Regions from separate parts of the Sus scrofa genome. Here regions 1 and 3 are each linked to region 2. A link is a contact called in public HiChIP or PLAC-seq data. All regions are on one chromosome and are shown on one strand. The core of a region is the stretch at or near the end of the contact, and the rest is flanking DNA. Distances in the headings are between cores, read along the strand shown. Region 1 holds the start of SGF29 (SAGA-associated factor 29). Region 2 holds the start of SPNS1 (sphingolipid transporter 1 (putative)). Region 3 holds the start of XPO6 (exportin-6).

Region 1 (2,955 bases), core at 118-2,617, 240 kb after region 2:
CAACCTCATGGTTCCTAGTCGGATTCATTTCCGCTGCGCCACGACAGGAGCTCCTGTTGCTCTGATTTGACCCCTAGCCTGGGAATTTCCACATGCCGTGGGTGCAGCCCTAAATAGCAAAAAAAAAAAAAAAAAAAAAAAAAAGAAAGAAAGAAAAAGAAAAAAGATTAATCCAGTGATACATGTTAACTGATACATAGTTATTGCAGGAAACTTCAGAAATTAAAGATAAATTCAAACAAACAAAAAAATTGAGCCCCAGGAGTTCCCTCTTGTTCAGTGGGTTAAGGATCCAGTGTTGTCACTGCTATGCCTCAGGTTACAGCTGTGGTGCAGGTTGGATCCCTGGCTGGGAAACTTCCACATGCCATGGCACAGACACCCCCGCCCCAAAACGAGCCCCAAATCTCCCTTGAGGAGAAAATAAAATTGACATTTGCCATTCAGGAGAAATAGCTTCTGAGACTTCATTTTTTTAAAAAATTTTATTTTATGGCTTCTCCCGCGGCACATGGATGTTCCCAGGCTAGGGGTCCAATTGGAGCTACAGCTGCTGACCTACACCACAGCCACAGCAACACAGGATCAGAGCCGCTACACCACAGCTCATGGCAATGCCTGACCCTTAACCCACTGAGCAAGGCCAGGGATCAAACCTGTGTCTTCACAGATGCTAGTCAGATTAATTTCAGCTGCGCCACTACGGGAACTCCTGAGACTTCAATAAACACGAAAATGCGAACTCCTTGCTTCTGTAAACCCCATAAAACGCAGGATATAGAACTGAGACTGGGTAGATGGTCATGCAACTTACTGAGAGACCACAGAAAGAAGAGTAAGTTTGATGGTAAAAAATGTTGCATTAAGTTTTGGGCTGAAATGGTTTGTGTTGAAGTCTAAGACTCTAATATGAATTTTAAAAAATAGAACGCTTATTATATACCAGCCACTATGGGTGTATATAGGTGAATAAAACAGTGGATCCTAACCTCCCTGAGCAGGCAAGTGTACCAAACAAACGTAAAATTTGGTATGGGTTATGTAAGAGATTACAAGATACTAGGATGTAAACCGTTGTGGTTAAACATTTGCTCACAATGACAATATGTTCCTGACAATACTCTCTAAAAGAATGATATCTGGGTTTACAGATCTGCTTATTTCTATTTATTTTTAACATTTTTTAAATGAACTTTAATTTTTGAAGCAGTTTTAGCTTTCCAGCAAAATTGAAGGAACAAGTACAGAGTTCTCATATGCCCACTGCTCCCCCTTCAATCAACAATCTGCTCGTTTAAAAATTTTTTTATTGTTTCATCGAGGTTTTGGTAATAGGAGTGGATACTGAAAACACGCTCTGGTTGGTTAAAACAAGGTTCAGCTGAAGAGGCGGAAACTCTGTGTCCAAGTAAAAACTACATTTCCCAAGGAGCAGCGCGGCACGGGAAGAGAGCGCACGCGTAGAGAGGAAGACAGCGCACGCGTAGAGAGGGTCTCGCGCTGCTCATAAAAGGGAAAAAGCGTGCGTGGTTCTTGAGCCGCCGCGAATCTTCGAACGTGAGCGCGTTGTTATCCGCAGACTCTGAAAGGCATTCGAGGGAAGACGCGCCTGCTCCCGCCGTCGCAGTTTCCAGCGCGACTTGCTTATTCCACCCGTGGTTCTGTAGGTGGGTATACGTCGTGGTCTGAGGCACTGCTTGGCTCCCCGCACCCCCGCTCGGAGAATGGCGGGAGCGGAGGGCCGGGGGGTCCCTGTTCTCGGGCGTCGCTGAGGCAGCTCTTGAGAGGCAGTGCGCACGCGCCCTGGACCGGGAGAGGCGGGGCGCTGGGAGGGAGGGCTGGCGCCGACCTTCTCTGGTAACTGACTGCGCCTGCGCTCGCCGGCTGGAAGAGGGTGGGAAGCCGCTGCACGTGGAGCTTGGCTCCGTGGCTGGGAGGGGTGGGTACGCACCCCAGGTGCGAGAGAACAAGGGCAGAGGATGGGGCCCGCACTTTGGCAGCTTTCATTATTTGCTGAAGGTGTGCTTAGTTTAACAACCTCATTCTTCATATTCCTCCAGGTGCTTTCTATTTCACTGCAGCCAAAACTTCATTCTCTACTCATTAGCCCCTTTTCTCCTTCAAACACACTCCAGTAAGGCCTTGGCTCTCACCCCTCCACTGAAATGGAAATGCGTGCTTCATTTGCTATGCGGAACATTCTCGTCTTCAGCTTCAGCTCTTTCTGGTTTCTCCTCTGCTGATTCTTGCTCTAACTTACCCTCAGTGGTTGGTTGTACTGCCCCACAGCCTCATCTTTGATCTCTTTTCTGTGCTGTTTCCTAGGCTTTAAATACTCTCTCTTTTTTTTTTTTTTTTGTCTTTTTGCCATTTCTTGGGCCGCTCCCGTGGCATATGGAGGTTCCCAGGCTAGCGGTCTAATCAGAGCTGTAGCCACCGGTCTACGCCAGAGCCACAGCAAACGTGGGATCCGAGCCGCGTCTTCGACCTACACCACAGCTCACGGCAACGCCGGATCCTTCACCCACTGAGCAAGGGCAGGGACTGAACCGGCAATTTCATGGTTCCTAGTCGGTTTTGTTAACCACTGAGCTACGGCGGGAGCTCCTAAATACCATCTCTTGTGTTTAACTCTCAAATTCTTGTCCTCAACTCATTGCTCTACCTGAAATTTTGAGTTTTACCATTCACCTTCTTCAGTTTTCCAATTTTTCAAACACCTTGAGTTATACTAGATGTCTTTTGCTTCCCCTCTGTCCTCTTTCTCCATCAGTCAGTACATGTTTATCTGTTTATATACTTGTTTATGTGGCCACACCCACAGCATTCCTAAGTTCCCAGGCCAGGGATCAAATCTGAGCTGCAACTGCCAGCTAAACAGGATCTTTTAACTCATGGCTCTGGGCTGGAGATAGAACCAGCACCTTGGCAGCAACCTGAGCTGCTGCAGTCAGA
Region 2 (2,898 bases), core at 317-2,816:
AAAAAAAAAAAAAAAAAACACTGCAAAACCTGGTTTCCAACTCCTCTTCTGCCTTTTGTTGTGTGACCCCAGGCAAGTCTTAACTCTTCTCCTAGCCTCAGTTTCTTTATATAAATGCAGATAATACTACCTACTGCCTCTATAAAATAATAATAAGGATTCCTTGGCTGATAAAAGGATTAGAAGACAATGGGTGTAAAAGGTTTGGCCAAGTTCTTTGGATGTTATTAGCTCCAGGGCCTCCACCTGCTACCAGCACAGAAATGAAGGAGAGAAGGAAGGAAAAGAGACTTGGCCCTGGCTTTGGCCCTCCCACAAATCCCAAGTTCTGAACAAGTAAAACTCACCTCTCCCCTTTCCAGACACTCTGCTCCATTATTTACTGGGTGCCCAGCATTTTCCAACACTGTCCTATGCACTTCACCAGCACTATCTCATCTAACCCTCACATCGGTCCCAAGGGGTGAGCTGGGTTATTACGAACTCCATCTCACCCACAAGGAAAGTGAGGCTTAGAGAGATTGAGAGCCTTGCCAGCGATCACATTACGTGGAAAGCTGAGATTGAAACCCAGGTCTGACTTCACCGTGACAATGAACTGACTCCCTCTTTAATTCTCTGTAAATATGGCTCCTAACTCAACAGGACCGCCTCAGGGCAAAAATCACAGCCCTCTGGCCACGGTACCTCGCACAAATGACTCCCCAGGCATGCCAGGATGCAGCCCCAACTGGAGTAGACAAGATAAAAGATCTGCTGTGCCCCCAGGAGGGAACCTCCACTCACCGGTCTGAATGAGGCCGGAGCTACCGTCTCCGATGTCGAAGAACTGCTCGATGTCCGGAAGGACGCCTGGGAAGAAGAAGACTCAGGATGCGCTGGCCGAGGCCGCCCCACCTTCGGAAACCCGCTCCCTTCCCCTCTTCTAACTTTCTCCCTGAAGTCAGTACCAGCCACGGTGAAGCGGTCCATGTAGTTGAGGAGGTTGATATAGCACAGCACCGCCACTATGAGAGCCGAGCGGCCTGAAGACAAGCCCGTGATGCGCTGCAGTCCCTCCCGGTCCAGGACCTCGGGATCCTCGGACTTCGGGTTCCCCATGGGCCCCGGCAAGCCCGGGATGCCGGGCGCCGGTCCGTCATCCGTGTCATCCGCCTGGCTGAGGAAGGGCGTGGAGTCGGACCCGGACATGGTCCCGGGGGGTCGCGCCCGCCCGCGCTCCGGTCCCACTGACGATCCCTGCGTGGGGAGGAGGCTGGAGAAAGGAGGATGGAGGGGGAACCCAGGCAAAGCAGGTGCGCCGGGAGACCGGGAGGAGCTTGCCCCGAAGCCCAGAGCACCGGGGATGGAACCCGGGCTCTATCATGCGTCCCCGCCCCGGCAGACACACCGCGCGGAGGAGAAGAGTGGAACCCGGTGAGGTCGGGGACAGGAATGGGTTGAGGTTCGAGTCCCCTACTCCCCCAGCTGAGGCACCCTTCACCCCCGGTAGGAGCCCACTCGCGATCCCTCAGCCCCGGCTCTGCCCCACGGCCGCCGCCATGTTGCCTAAGAGCCGGTCATGTGACACCAGAGCTGGGCTGGGGGCGGTGAACGCCAAGGTGGGTCAGCCCCGACGCGACTACGGAGGCCGCGCGCGCCCCTGCGGCTTCTCAGCCGCTCTCGCATCACGTGACTGAGGGCGCAGCGGGAGCTCTCCACCCAGTTTTTCAGGCAGGACCGACAGACGACCTAAAGGAGTCTAGGTGACCTAGTGCGAGTCCCTGCCCGTCTGAATCTCGGCTTCCTTATCTGCAAGGCCTGCTTCTTATCGAACGAGATCAGATTAGATAATGGAATGTTAAAAGGGTCTGGAAATTGGAGTTCCCGTCCTGGCACAGCCAAAACGAATCCAACTAGGAACCATGCGGTTGCGGGTTCGATCCCTGGCCTTTCTCAGCGGGTTAAGGATCCGGCGTTGCCGTGAGCTGTGGTGTAAGTCGCAGACGCGGCTCGGATCCCGCGTTGCTGTGGCTCTGGTGTAGACCGGTGGCTACAGCTCACATTCGACCCCTGGGAACTCCATATGCAAGGAACAGTTCTTACGCTCTTACCTTCTGTGTCCGTTTGGGGCTTCATACATGCTCAGTGATGAATGAATGGTGAACAGCGGCTCCCAGTCCTGGCCTCTTGCCTGGCCCCGGTCAGCTCCCTCTAAACCCCTGAGCTTTCCCTGCAGGCGTTGAAGAAAGCCTCCCCAGAATTTATCCACCGCGTGTGGAGTCGGTTTTTCCCTCACCTCTAACGGGACCGAAGCCCTTGCGCCTTCTAATGGTCTCTCTTGGAACAGTCAGGGGCTCAGGAGGCCAAGCTGCAGACTGGGCTCAAAGACTACAGAGCCTTGGCACCAAAACAGCTTGGTTGCTTGGCACCTCCCTGCCCCAATCACCAAGCTACAGCTGATAAACATACACTCTAAGTAAAATTAGTGAAGTTCTATGCAAATACAACTTCAAGATCCCTCTTCCAACCAGACCTCTAAGCCCCTCTGCTGAAATTCTAGTCTCCTAAGATCTTGAGGCCCCCAAGAGGCCTTACCTGAAACCTGAGTCCCGGACCTACTTGGTATTGCCCCAGGAGGTACTTCATGTTTCAGAACATTAAGCCTAGTCTGCCATGTGGGCCTAAAAGAAAGAGATGGAGAGGGATTTCAGATTGTATTCACTGAATTTCCTCAGTACTGTTGAGCGTGTACTCTATGCCTGGCATTGTATCCGGTGTCAGGCAAATGCAGATTTATCTGGAGCTTATCTGAAGGGGACAGCTATCCATACACATGTAAAATTGCACCTGTCAAATGAAAAGGCAAACCACAGACTGGAAGGAAGTATTTGCAAAGCATGTATCCAACAAGTGACT
Region 3 (2,880 bases), core at 175-2,674, 140 kb before region 2:
TTAAAAATAAATATGACTACACAAATCTGAGGGAGTACAGAGAGCGCCTATGGGTCTGGAAAATGGGGGATGTTATCTCTTCAGAAGAAAGTAGCTTCTGAACTAGATCTGGAAGGATGAAGAGTTCTCCAGGCACTACCAGGCCAAAGGCCAGAGCAAGCTGCAGAAAGAAAAGCTGACTGGGTGTCAAAAGAATAGGGCAGTTCCTGACTTTGCTGAGATCTAGGTTAAGTGACCTCTGCAAACCACAAACCCTCACAGCTGTTCCATATATAAACCTACAGCAAGATCCCCTCCAGCCTGTGAAGGGGATCAGGAGCTCTGAAATCAGACTAAGGTGAAATATTGCCACTGTCACTTAAGAGTGACCTTGAACTGAGTACTTAGTTGCTCTGTGCCTCAGTCTCCCCACTTCAGAACACAGGGCCGCTGAGCTTGTTAAATACTTGTCAATTACTTAGCACAGCACCTGACGCACAGTAAGCCCTCAATAAATAAATGATAGCTACTGTCGCGAAGAGCTACAATATAAGAGAGGCAAACACCAGATGCAAGGGTTGTGCCTGCTCCGCGTCCAGGTTCCTCCCCGTCCTGAGCCATCCCTGGGGGGATGGGAGCTCACAGCCCTGCTGCAAACCCTGCACGCATGTGTCACTGCCGGGCTCGGCACGCGCCTCTCCCCGCCCCAGGGAGAAGCGATGGCTCAGCAGTCCCGAGCCCGCTCCCACCGCTCAGGCCCCGCACCCAGGGAGGGAAGGGGCTCAGATCCCACTTACCATGCTGGCCGGGGGAGGGGGCGGCTCAGGTGAGCTGGCTCTCGGGCTTCGGACACGTCCCGCTCGCACAGTTCAGGTCATGGTCCCGGCAGGCTCGGGAAGTCCCCCACCCATGCAAAGACAACCTCTACCCCACCCGGGCCCCGAAGGGACCCTCTAAAAAGAGTGCGGCCCCCCGGCCCGCCTCATCGGGGACCCCTGGAACAATTCATCCAGACCCACCCGCCCCTCCCCAAGGAAAGTGAAAAAAGCAGGAAATGGGGCTCGGAGGCCGACAAGAAGAGCAGCGGCTCGGGGCCCCCCCGCCTGGGCCCGACCCCCGAGGGGAGGCTCCGGGCCCAGGCAGGGGCTCCCCGGCCTCCGCGTTCAGAAGCGGCGGTGGGCCCGGCCCCGAGGCTGAAGGGGCGGAGGCTGAAGGGGCCTCGGCGGCGCAGCCCGGGCGGCCGGCTCAAGGGAAAGGCCCGGGGGCCAGCGCTATCCTTGACGCCTCAGCCCACACGGCCGCCACTGCCCCCGACCCCCGGAGCATCCCTGCGCGCGCGCCCTCCCCGGAGCTACCCTCTCGCGCCGCGCGGCAGCCCGCGACCAACAGCCCCAACGCGCCGGAAGTGGCGAGCGCCCGGCGCGGCCCCACGGCGCGGCCGCCGGGCTGCGGCGCTGGAACCGGACCAATCCGGAATCGAGCGGGCGGGGGGTGGGGGCGCGGGGCGGGGCCGCACCTGACGGCTCCCTCTGGCCCCGCCCCCGCCCGGCCCCGCCCCGCGCCCGCCGCTCTCAGCCTGTCCACGTGGGCCGGTGGCCATGTTGGTAAAGGGTGCCGGGCTGGCCATCTTAGTAAAGGGGCGGTTTCTCTTTCGTTTCCTGGGCTCATTCATTCTGCAAATCAGGAGACGCCTTCTGCGTGCCCCGCACAGGGCTGGAAGTCAGTGACACGCAGCCTCTGCCTTCGCGGAGCTTACAGTCCTGCTGAGGACCATGTGCTGCAGTGCGTGCTAGGGCTAGTGCACTACACAAGACTGTTGTGGTCGCTGCCTTTGAGGAGGCAGGTGAGGAGCAAGGAGAAAGCAAGTGAATAAAGGAATTGTAAGAAACGAGGAGTCCTGTGTTAGGAACACAACAAACACGTGGGGGCCGGAGATAGAAAATGGAAGGGAGGGCTGGAAATGTAAACTGAGGCCTGAAGGATAAAGTCAGTGATCACAGTCAAAGGAACAGCAGCTGCAGAGATTCTGAGAGGAAAAAGGTGTGAGTTCCTGTTCCCGTCTCAAACCCACTTGACTTGTAAAAGTGCTGGGTATTTGGGGGGTTTTTTTTGGGGGGGGTCGTTTTAGGGCCACACCCGCAGCATATGCAGGTTCCCAGGCTTGGGGTCTAATCAGAGCTGTAGCTGCCAGCCACAGCCATGCCACATCCCAGCAGCATCTGCCACCTACACCACAGCTCACGGCAACACCAGATCCTTTAACTCACTGAGTGAGGCCAGGGATCAAACCTCCGTCCTCACAGATGCTGGTCAGATTCGTTTCCACTGAACTGTGATGGAACTCCTGAAAGTGCTGATTTTAAGAAACAGCAGGAAACCATCCCAAGGAACAGGTGCTGCTAGGATATACCTACGCAGAGACTGGAGCAAGTCTGTAGAGTGGCTTTCAAACCCCAGCACGAAGCAGAATCACCTGGTGGGAGGGAGGAGGGCTGTTAACACACTAATTGCCAGTACCCACTCCCAGAGTTTCTAATTAGTAGGTCTGGGGTACTAATTTACATTTCTAACAAGTTCCCAGGTGATGCTAATGCTGCAGCTCCAGGAATCACCCCTGGAGAACTGCTGTTATCACTCATGGCCACAGAAAGCAACAGCTTTCACTTATTCTTTCATCAAATATTTACTGTTCCCTCCTAAGCGACAACCATTGTTGGAAGGATTCAGTGCTGAGCAAAACAGACACATTTGGGCCCTTAATAAAATAGACAAATTATTTTCAAAGTATGACAAAATAAGTAATCACTTATAATTGTGATAAGAGCATCAAAGAAAAATACAAGCCAGCGTTCCCGCTGAGGCGCAAGTGGATCAGTGGTGTCTTGGGAGTGCTGGGACTCA

What was found. HiChIP or PLAC-seq counts read pairs in DNA pulled down with a chosen protein or histone mark.
Region 1: a contact with region 2 is called in an H3K27ac HiChIP or PLAC-seq map of alveolar macrophages. The contact joins the promoter of SGF29 here to the promoter of SPNS1 in region 2. A contact is called at or near these places in 1 of 47 Hi-C or Micro-C datasets (liver) and 1 of 2 datasets of contacts at active chromatin or transcription factors (alveolar macrophages).
Region 3: an H3K27ac HiChIP or PLAC-seq map of alveolar macrophages shows a contact between it and region 2. The contact joins the promoter of XPO6 here to the promoter of SPNS1 in region 2. A contact is called at or near these places in 1 of 47 Hi-C or Micro-C datasets (heart right ventricle) and 1 of 2 datasets of contacts at active chromatin or transcription factors (alveolar macrophages).

The regions. Positions count from the first base shown.
Region 1 is chr3:18,386,342-18,389,296 of Sscrofa11.1, reverse strand. SGF29 (SAGA-associated factor 29) reads left to right here and starts at 1,367. Exons shown (of 11, transcript XM_021088034.1): 1 at 1,367-1,667.
Region 2 is chr3:18,628,314-18,631,211 of Sscrofa11.1, reverse strand. SPNS1 (sphingolipid transporter 1 (putative)) reads right to left here and starts at 1,566. Exons shown (of 13, transcript NM_001243020.1): 1 at 951-1,566; 2 at 787-852. The coding sequence starts at 1,191.
Region 3 is chr3:18,770,602-18,773,481 of Sscrofa11.1, reverse strand. It overlaps XPO6 (exportin-6), which reads right to left and starts at 1,424. Exons shown (of 24, transcript XM_003124525.6): 1 at 777-1,424. The coding sequence starts at 779.